3 separate regions of the Callithrix jacchus genome follow, and regions 1 and 3 are each linked to region 2. A link is a contact called in public Hi-C data. All regions are on one chromosome and are shown on one strand. Each heading gives the region's core, a stretch centred on a gene start, on an enhancer-like site or on the middle of the called end of the contact. The rest is flanking DNA. Distances are from core to core; before and after follow the strand shown. Region 1 overlaps LRRC28 (leucine rich repeat containing 28). Region 2 overlaps MEF2A (myocyte enhancer factor 2A). Region 3 overlaps LRRC28 (leucine rich repeat containing 28).

What was found. Hi-C and Micro-C count contacts between places; a contact is called where the count stands out from the background.
Region 1: a Hi-C map of skeletal muscle shows a contact between it and region 2, with 7 times the contacts expected there. The contact joins two enhancer-like sites. A contact is called at or near these places in 2 of 3 Hi-C or Micro-C datasets (both in skeletal muscle).
Region 3: a Hi-C map of skeletal muscle shows a contact between it and region 2, with 4 times the contacts expected there. The contact joins two enhancer-like sites. A contact is called at or near these places in 2 of 3 Hi-C or Micro-C datasets (induced pluripotent stem cells and skeletal muscle).

Annotation. Positions count from the first base shown.
Region 1 is chr6:10,383,654-10,386,353 of calJac240_pri, reverse strand. The region is part of intron 4 of LRRC28 (leucine rich repeat containing 28); the gene reads left to right. Among named protein-coding and RNA genes, the nearest start is that of LRRC28, 25 kb to the left of the region's middle. Within about 2 kb of position 1,418, at least 1 of the 16 cell types and tissues checked has an H3K27ac peak or open chromatin away from gene starts, as enhancers often do. A contact at or near this core is called in skeletal muscle, where this site is marked.
Region 2 is chr6:9,992,827-9,995,526 of calJac240_pri, reverse strand. All of the region lies in intron 5 of MEF2A (myocyte enhancer factor 2A), which reads left to right. Among named protein-coding and RNA genes, the nearest start is that of LYSMD4, 29 kb to the right of the region's middle. Within about 2 kb of position 1,321, at least 8 of the 16 cell types and tissues checked have an H3K27ac peak or open chromatin away from gene starts, as enhancers often do. A contact at or near this core is called in skeletal muscle, where this site is marked.
Region 3 is chr6:10,291,547-10,294,246 of calJac240_pri, reverse strand. LRRC28 (leucine rich repeat containing 28) reads left to right here. Exons shown (of 12, transcript XR_013536591.1): 12 at 2,106-2,700. Among named protein-coding and RNA genes, the nearest start is that of LRRC28, 120 kb to the left of the region's middle. Within about 2 kb of position 1,271, at least 2 of the 16 cell types and tissues checked have an H3K27ac peak or open chromatin away from gene starts, as enhancers often do. A contact at or near this core is called in skeletal muscle, where this site is marked.

The DNA of each region.
Region 1 (2,700 bases), core at 169-2,668, 390 kb before region 2:
TCTAAGAGTTTTACATTTATTAATTCATTTAGTCCCTACAACATCATAGATTAGGGGAGAGAGCAGTTCAGTAATTTCTCCATAGTCACATGGCTATTAGGGTACAGGCGGTGTGGCTTCAGAGCCTGCTGTCTGATCCCCTGAACCAGTAATGGTTCCTAATTGGTTGTACATGAGGATTATTTGAGTTAAGAAGATGTTTCACTTGCTACAGGATGATCTTGGGCACCAATAAGACCCCGGGTGATTCTAATGTGGAGTTAGGATTGGCAACACTGTACTATTTTTTTAAAGACACATTTATTCAGTGTCATGATGAGACTACCACATTAAGCAATCAGCATGGGTGCAAAAAAAAATCTACATTAAACCCTTTGTTGGAATGCTTTACACTTTGCACAGAACAGAAACTAAAATAACCTGTTACACAATTAGTCACAAATACAGTCCTCAAACTTTTTGCCCACATACGTGAGTGTTTGTCTAAAACATGTCTTCTTTGTAGCAGCTAGGCCCTGCCACCACTGTGCTTGGCTGAGTTCACAAAACTGTTGTAACCTGTAGCTACCCTGCCACTTCTCTGGCTCTCCTCTCCTGCTAAGCTTTGTTTCCTGGCAGTAATTAAAATCATCTGACACTGCCATAGCTACTGCTGCTGCTGGAACTGGCATAGTCACTTTGATTTCATAATTTGGTAAAGTATTGGCGTCTACCACCATAGGAGCCAGAGCTTCTGCCACCAAAGTTTTCTCCCTTCATGGGTTTAAAATCTGAAGACTGTTGTAACTGTCAAAATCATCGTAGCTTCCACCACATCCAGAATTGCTTCTATCATTACCAAATCCATTGTAGCCATCCCCACTGCCACCATATCCACTGTCACCATGGCTGCCACCAAAGCTACCATGACTGCTGAAGTTTCCACCAGGAACAAAGTTGTCATTCCCATCAAAACCACCTCCACAAACACCACCAAAATTTCCAGAACCACTTCGACCTGGTGGCTGGATGAAGCATTGGGCATCTCTCGCTTTGATAGGGCTTTCCTAACTTCACAGTTGTGGCCATTCACATTACAGTATTTCCGAATGACAGTTTTATCCACAGAGTCATGGTCATCAAAGGTTACACAGTCAAATCCCCTTTTCTTGCCACTGCCTTGATCAGTCATGATCTCCATCACTTCAGTTTTCCCATGCAGTTCAAAATAATCTCTTAGGTGATGTTCTTTAGTGTCTTCTTTAATGTCACCAGCAAATATCTTCTGCACAGTTAAGTGGGTACCTGGTCTTTGAGAATCTTCTCTTGAGACAGCTGTCTTTGATTCCACACCTCTTCCATTCACCTGTGTGGCCTTGCATTCATGGCTGCTTCCACCTCCTCCACAGTGGCACAGCAACAAGCCCAAAGCCCCTGGTGCCCTTGGTGTTGCGATCTCTCATGATCACACAGTCTGTGAGCGTTCCCCATTGCTCAGAATGGCTCCTCAGGCTCTCATCAGTTGTTTCAAAGCTCAGGCCTCCAGTAAAAAGCTTCTGTAGCTGTTTGGGCTCTTCAGGAGACCGACATAGACATGATGGCAGTGGGAGGACAGACTTTAACGATGCTTCCTTGGCAGCCTCAGTGGGCAGCCACTGTGTACTCTTTCATACAGCATCTTCATTATATGTAGATAAGTTTAATGTTTTAAAGTCTGTTTGAAAAATTCTGATTATAATAGTGGGTACTTTACTTCATATTTTGATTTGGACATTTTAAGGTCTTTTTTTATAGCTAGAACCTGAATGGAGGCAAGTATTTTGTTGAAAAAAATTTTTAAACCAATTTTCTGTTTTGATTTGGGCATTCCTTCCTAAAATTAATGTTTAAAGAGTATTGATTTTAAAATATATAATCATTTCATATACACAGAGCAAGGAATGAAATATATCATAGAGTAAATGGTGGCCTTATTTACATTGTTATACATAGCAGGTTAGTTAACCTTCTACAAAATTGATTTAATTCAACATAAAATAATCTTTATGAAATGAGTAATTTTCTTTCTTATTTTGTGTTTATTGACACTTTAACATTCAATATTAGATTTTTAAGAATGTAGAAGAAAACTAAATTCTATTTTAAAATTATAAAGATTTATTTTTAAAATACAGTAAATAAAACCATAGGTTTGAAAATAAAGTTTACTAAAATCTAGTTCTCTTGTCTTTTAATCAATGATATAAATTATTTTCTTAAATTATTGCTGTATGATCTCCAGCAGTCACTTGTTTTGCTCTGAGTAGTGGGTTACTGATTGCAGGATGTCTCCACCAGAGTGTGCTGAAGACATTGTAGTGGGAAAAGTGTTACATAGGCTTGCTAGACTTCTCAGCCTCTGTGAAAAAGAAAATTTTTAAGAGAACCAGTTGATTTCTTGTTACAAAATTTCTTTTGCCATGAAATAAATTCTATACCTTGACAGTTGAGTATTTCTGCAGACACTGTAAATGATGAGTGTTTAATCTCTCCGTTGTTAGTTCTCTGTATGCGTGCTAGCTAGAAATATCTTATTTTGTGAAGTTATTTTATAGAAATGAAAAGTTCATTTTCCTTTACACAATAGATGTTGATTTTTCTTCACACAACAAGTATATTTTTAAAAACCTGAAGAAAATGAACTGGAAAAACTAGTAGTTTGTGTTACAAAGTTAAAAAAAA
Region 2 (2,700 bases), core at 72-2,571:
TGAACACTATATTTGCAAATGATAAACATATATAAAACTGGTATTTAAAGCTCTTGTATTTATGAACAAATGTTTGTGTTCTTGTTGTTTTATAGCACCATGCTAGTTCCTGTGGGAAATAAAGCAGTTTTTTGCCTGCCAAGAGGCAGCATTTAGTAGGAGATAAATGAACATACATCACCTGGTGGGTGGTAATAGGATGATTTAGATAGAGTGGGCCGGGCGCAGTGGCTCATGCCTGTAATCCTAGCACGTTGGGAGGCTGAGGTGGGTGGATCACCTGAGGTTGGGAGTTTGAGACCAGCCTGACCAACATGGAGAAACCCCGTTTCTATTAAAATTACAAAAATTTGAAAAATCAAGTACAGAGACAATAAGTAATTTATATTTCTATCTGTTATGTATATAATCGTCTCTTTAGAGTTCCAGACAACTGCTAATGTCTGAATATGTTTTTCTAAAGAAATATTTTGTTTGTGAGTACCAACAGTCTTAGTAACTCTCTTATCCCTCTTATGTGCTGAGTACAGTCGGAGGAAGAGGAATTGGAGTTGGTGAGTGTGGGTTTCTGCTTGAAGGAAGTTGAAAACGATGTAGAAAGTACTAATTCTCTTAAATGTTCTTACCTAACCAGTGTTCCCTTTGTTATACTATTTTTTTTCTTTCTAAAAACTATTCAAACAGTTTGAATACTAAAGCAATCTGCTGGTACTACAGACTCTAGTTTTTTGTTTATAATTGTATGTGTTGACCCATTTAGAGCCTTTAAAAACAGTAGCTGTCCATGAGCATAGGATACTTGTTAAATATTTTTTTTAAGGAAAGATACAAAATACCTTATATAGCTCTCCAAATTATTGAAATATTTTTAGAAAATGACTTCACCCTCCAAGTTCCTCAGATTGTGACACACGATGTTGTGTTGTTTCTTTTTCTTTCAAAAAGATTACATCATTTTTGGTGAGGTCACCTTTTTCAGAGTTGGAATTACTTCATCCTGCATGATACAGTCTGAACCACAAGGGGGTTCCCTGTTTACTAAAAGGAATGTCTGTAATTGAATGTATATAAATTTACTTTACTCTCAGAAATGCTCTGTTCTTAAAAGCAACTATTGCCCTTTTTCCAAAACAAACGTTTTCTGTTGGCTTTTCCTCTAGAAAATAAACTTGACTAAAAGCAACCTGCAGTTGATCTATTTTTCCTGTAGGAACTAAAACTGAAACCTCACAGGAGTCATCATATAATTGCAAAGTCAGCTGCTAATTAAAGTACTTTAAGGGGAATAAAGACTTGAAAATGTTGTTTATATAGCATGGACAAGGGTTAAGTGCATGAATGCATGGGGGAGAAAGGCATCCGTTGGTCTGTTAGTCCGTGTTTGTGCATGCTGGTGTGTTTTGCACACTTTGTTTTCTTTTCAAATAAGGTTGTCCTCCTTAGGCTACGAGATTGTTCTTTAGCTTTGTGACCACTCAGTTTTGGATGTAGTTTTGTATTGGCCAACTAAAATATTCTAGTTACCTGTAAATGTTTTGGATTACATTATGAATGTCTTTTGGAGAAACAGTTTACTTAATGATACCATAATGATTAGTAAATGGGAGTTTATAATTCAAGCTAAAATAATTCACCTTAGGTTAGACCTCACCGTTTAAGGAGTTATGAATGCTTCCATGATTTATCTAGCACTATATTGCCCTCTAGTGGTTCTGAAAATCACTTACTCTTACAGAACTCAGTGCCATTGAGATTAGGAGCTTAGATGAGTAGTACCAGAATTTGAAGTCTTATTGTTACCCTGTCTTTGAAGACATGCCAGGAGATTGCCATGAAGATGGTGCCATGGAGTAGGTAGGGTCCAAGACGAACTGTCTCATACTGTATTCTTTGACCTACTGATTTGACTTTTGAAGTTCCAGACCAAATATGAAAGAAGAAATTAAGTCCAAAGCAGATCTCTATCTCAGAAAGCTATTAAATTTATAAACTTGATACTGAAACTAAAATATATTCCTAGTTGACATACATTGATTTTCCACATTCCTCAAAGTACAGCTGTAATTACAGAACCTCGAAGATAAATATATTTGTTTCTTGACTTTAAAATACATATCTGAAAACTTATAAACAGCCATTTATATTCTTTAAAATTTAAACTTGAGACTCTGTAATCAATTAAAAATGCAGAACTTTATAGGTCAGAACCAAAATATAATCAGAAGCACATTCTGTTAGAACTTAGAAAGTTGTTCAAATTAGCTTAAGCTCTAAAATACGATCGTGGATGACTCTGATCCAAAGTGCGGAAGGACAGGTGCCCTGGGGCCTGCACTAAAGACTGTACTGTTAGCCACAGAAATTCCTTTAGAAGCCGAGCAATGCTAGAACAACTTGACTTCATGAAAGCTCCAGTAAAATAGGCTGTGGATTAGAAGGAATAAAAATATGTATCATTTTTTCCCCCACCAGTTATGTAGAAATTTGGGGTCAGAGGTTTTCTTGGGACAGTAATCTAAGGATACTATCTTACATTTATGTAGTACTTCAGTTATGAAAGCACTTCTAACATAATAAGCTCATTTGATTCTCACAGTAGCTGTGCAAGCCAGCCAGGACAAAGATTGCTGTATCTTCTCTATTTGACAATGAAGAGGTTCAGAGAGGTCAGATGATTTTCCCAATGCTTAGGAAATGGTG
Region 3 (2,700 bases), core at 22-2,521, 300 kb before region 2:
GCTGTTGGCCTCCACTGAGTCAGTGCTTCTCTTAACCATTCCTGGGTGCCTAATGTATTACATTCTGAAGTCTAGGTGAAGTACTCCTGTTGGCCTGATCCAATCTTATATGCATTCTTGCTGGCTAATGTACTTAGAATCCATTTCCATGTGTGCCCTCCAGGTTCCTGCTAATATAATTTGACAAGATCCTGCAACTCCATCAGCATGTACATGATTTCCTCCAAGAGGAGACCTTGCAGTATCTCTAGATCATGCTAGGATTTGACTTTTTTTGGCCCTATAGCCAGTGAGTATTGATGGTTGTGGGTCTTCAGAAGTTTTCAGATGACCACCCCAGATGAAGCCATTGAAACATTTTTACCCAATGGAATGCTACTTTTCTTAGAAGGTGGAAAGGGCTGTTTCTGATATGAAGAAATGTTTAGAGATATTAGAGAGCCAAGGTTCTTAGATTCATGCCTGGCTAGAGGCTCCCATATCATCAAGTCTCAGGTTCCCACTCTTTCCCAACAGCACCTTTACCTTAGCTGAAGGGACATGGCATAAATATATCTTGATCTGGCATATGATCCTGAAATGTCTACATTAAGCCTCAGTCATGTCCCTTGTAGCTTTATAAACTAAGGATTCCTTGAAGGCCACCATAAAAACTTGGATTCTCTGCCCATGCCTTTATAGTTGAGATCTCAAGGCACTAAGCTCATCATTTTCTTTTTGGAATCTCTTCAGCACAGTCAAAAGAAGCCATCTCACCCCACAAACTTGGAATCACCATGATGCCGTAGCAATCAAGTGCCACGGACATTTGGTCTCCCAGTGGCTTGCCCTCCTGTTACTTTCTGTTTCAGTGACATTTGAGTAACCGTGATGCCACCACATGCTGCAGATTGGCAGGATCCCACTTCTCCCTAGTAAGAAAGCAAGCCATTCATGTACTCACCAGCCCACCCTCAGAATCTCACCTGGATGAGCTGCTTCATTGGGCCACTTCTCCGAACACATACTGTATTCATCAGGGGTGGAAAACAAAATGCACATTTGGCTGAAACTTTGAAGAGAAATTAATGAAGAGGGACAATCAGCTGAAGTTTAGGCAGGCACCCAGAAGGATAATGAGACAGCCAGGGACTCACAGCAGGAGGAAGCCCTTACCATGCTTAGTCCTTGGGCCTGAAGGGCAAAGGTAGCTCTGGAGCCTGGTGAGAACCAGTGGTGGCAAAGGGGGTCTGCCAGATAGGAGCTCCAGTTGTAGAGGAAGAGAGGGAGTGGGGTGAAATACTCAACCTTCCCTCTTCCTGCCCTTCAGCCTCCTGCTGGTGCCTCCCACTGGCCTAACCAGAAGCTGAAGATGAGGCAGCTTTGCTGGTAAAGACTACAGAGGTCCCCTTCCTGGGCCATGGAGAATGGCAGACTGGGTTGAGGGTGAGGAAATGGAAAACCATCAGCACATGGGGTCTTGTGGAAATAATAGGAGACTTTTCTACCCCTACCAGAGGATAGCACTTCTGGCTGGAAAACAAGGCATCTAACAGCTGGAGCTGTCAAGAGTGGGTCAGATGCCCCTTGGGGCTCGTGACTCACTGCACAAAGGTGCCCAAACCTCTGCTATATGGGGAAGACCTTTGAACTGTATTATTCAGATTCTGAAATGACCTCTACTAGCAATCTATGTGTATACATACATTTGTAGGATAAATTCCTTAAAATTATGTTGTTCAAGCTTTGTGGTATATATGTGTTCTGGCTAAATGGGTGACATTTTCTGTTACATTATTTTTATAATGGACTTCAAATTCTATCACTGCACTGTTGGTTCTAGTAAGCAGAATTCGAAATGTAATGTGGAAAAGGTATTTTTCTTCTTAGTTTCTACTTTAGGGATAGTATATCCTCTGAACACTACTATTAAAATGAACATTCACGTGCACATACTTCACCTGATTCCAGTGCTCAGTTTTAAAAGGAACTTTAAATTTCTGCTGTGCAGTTTGTTGACTATAGCTAATCCTTCATTCTAACAAAAAAGATAGTTTCCAACAGAAAGAATCAGAAACTTTAATCTTGAACTCACAGTGTTCTTCTCTCCCCTTCTCCCCTTCCAGGAGGACAACTGTTAGTTTTGTGGCTTACTGCTGCTCCACCCAGTGTCTGCAGACTTTTGACCTGCTGAGTTGATAAACACCCAGGAGCCTCAGGAGCACTGCCAGCTTGACGCTAGGGAATCCGGCCAGTCCAGAACAGACTCTTCCATCCTGTCCTGTCCAAGGCGGGGCACTGTGGAACTCTCTGGAAATGTCAAGATTGGGCTTCAGAGCTAAAATGCCTCACCCTTCCCCCAAGTTGGAATATATCCTCCCCCAAATTAAGGACCCGTTTGTCTTCTGTGGTTTTCCTTTTTATGTGAGTGTGTCTTTTACACGAACTATTTATAGATTGGTGGGCCTCCCCAAATCTAATTTAAAGCAAGTTTCAGGTTCCTGGAGAACAGTGGTTGATCATCTAACGAGATTCCCTTTTGAACACACATACCTTCAGTGATGCTTCCTCTCTTCTCCCTTGCTTTCCCCAGAGAGTGATTTCCCCGAGAGCATATTCTGCACAGTGTCTCCAGTGGAAACTTGTCAGTTTTTGAGGAGTTTCAGCAAACCCCACGGCCTCAGTGGTCTTGAGTAGCAGGGTGGGGTGCCTGAGTTGGCG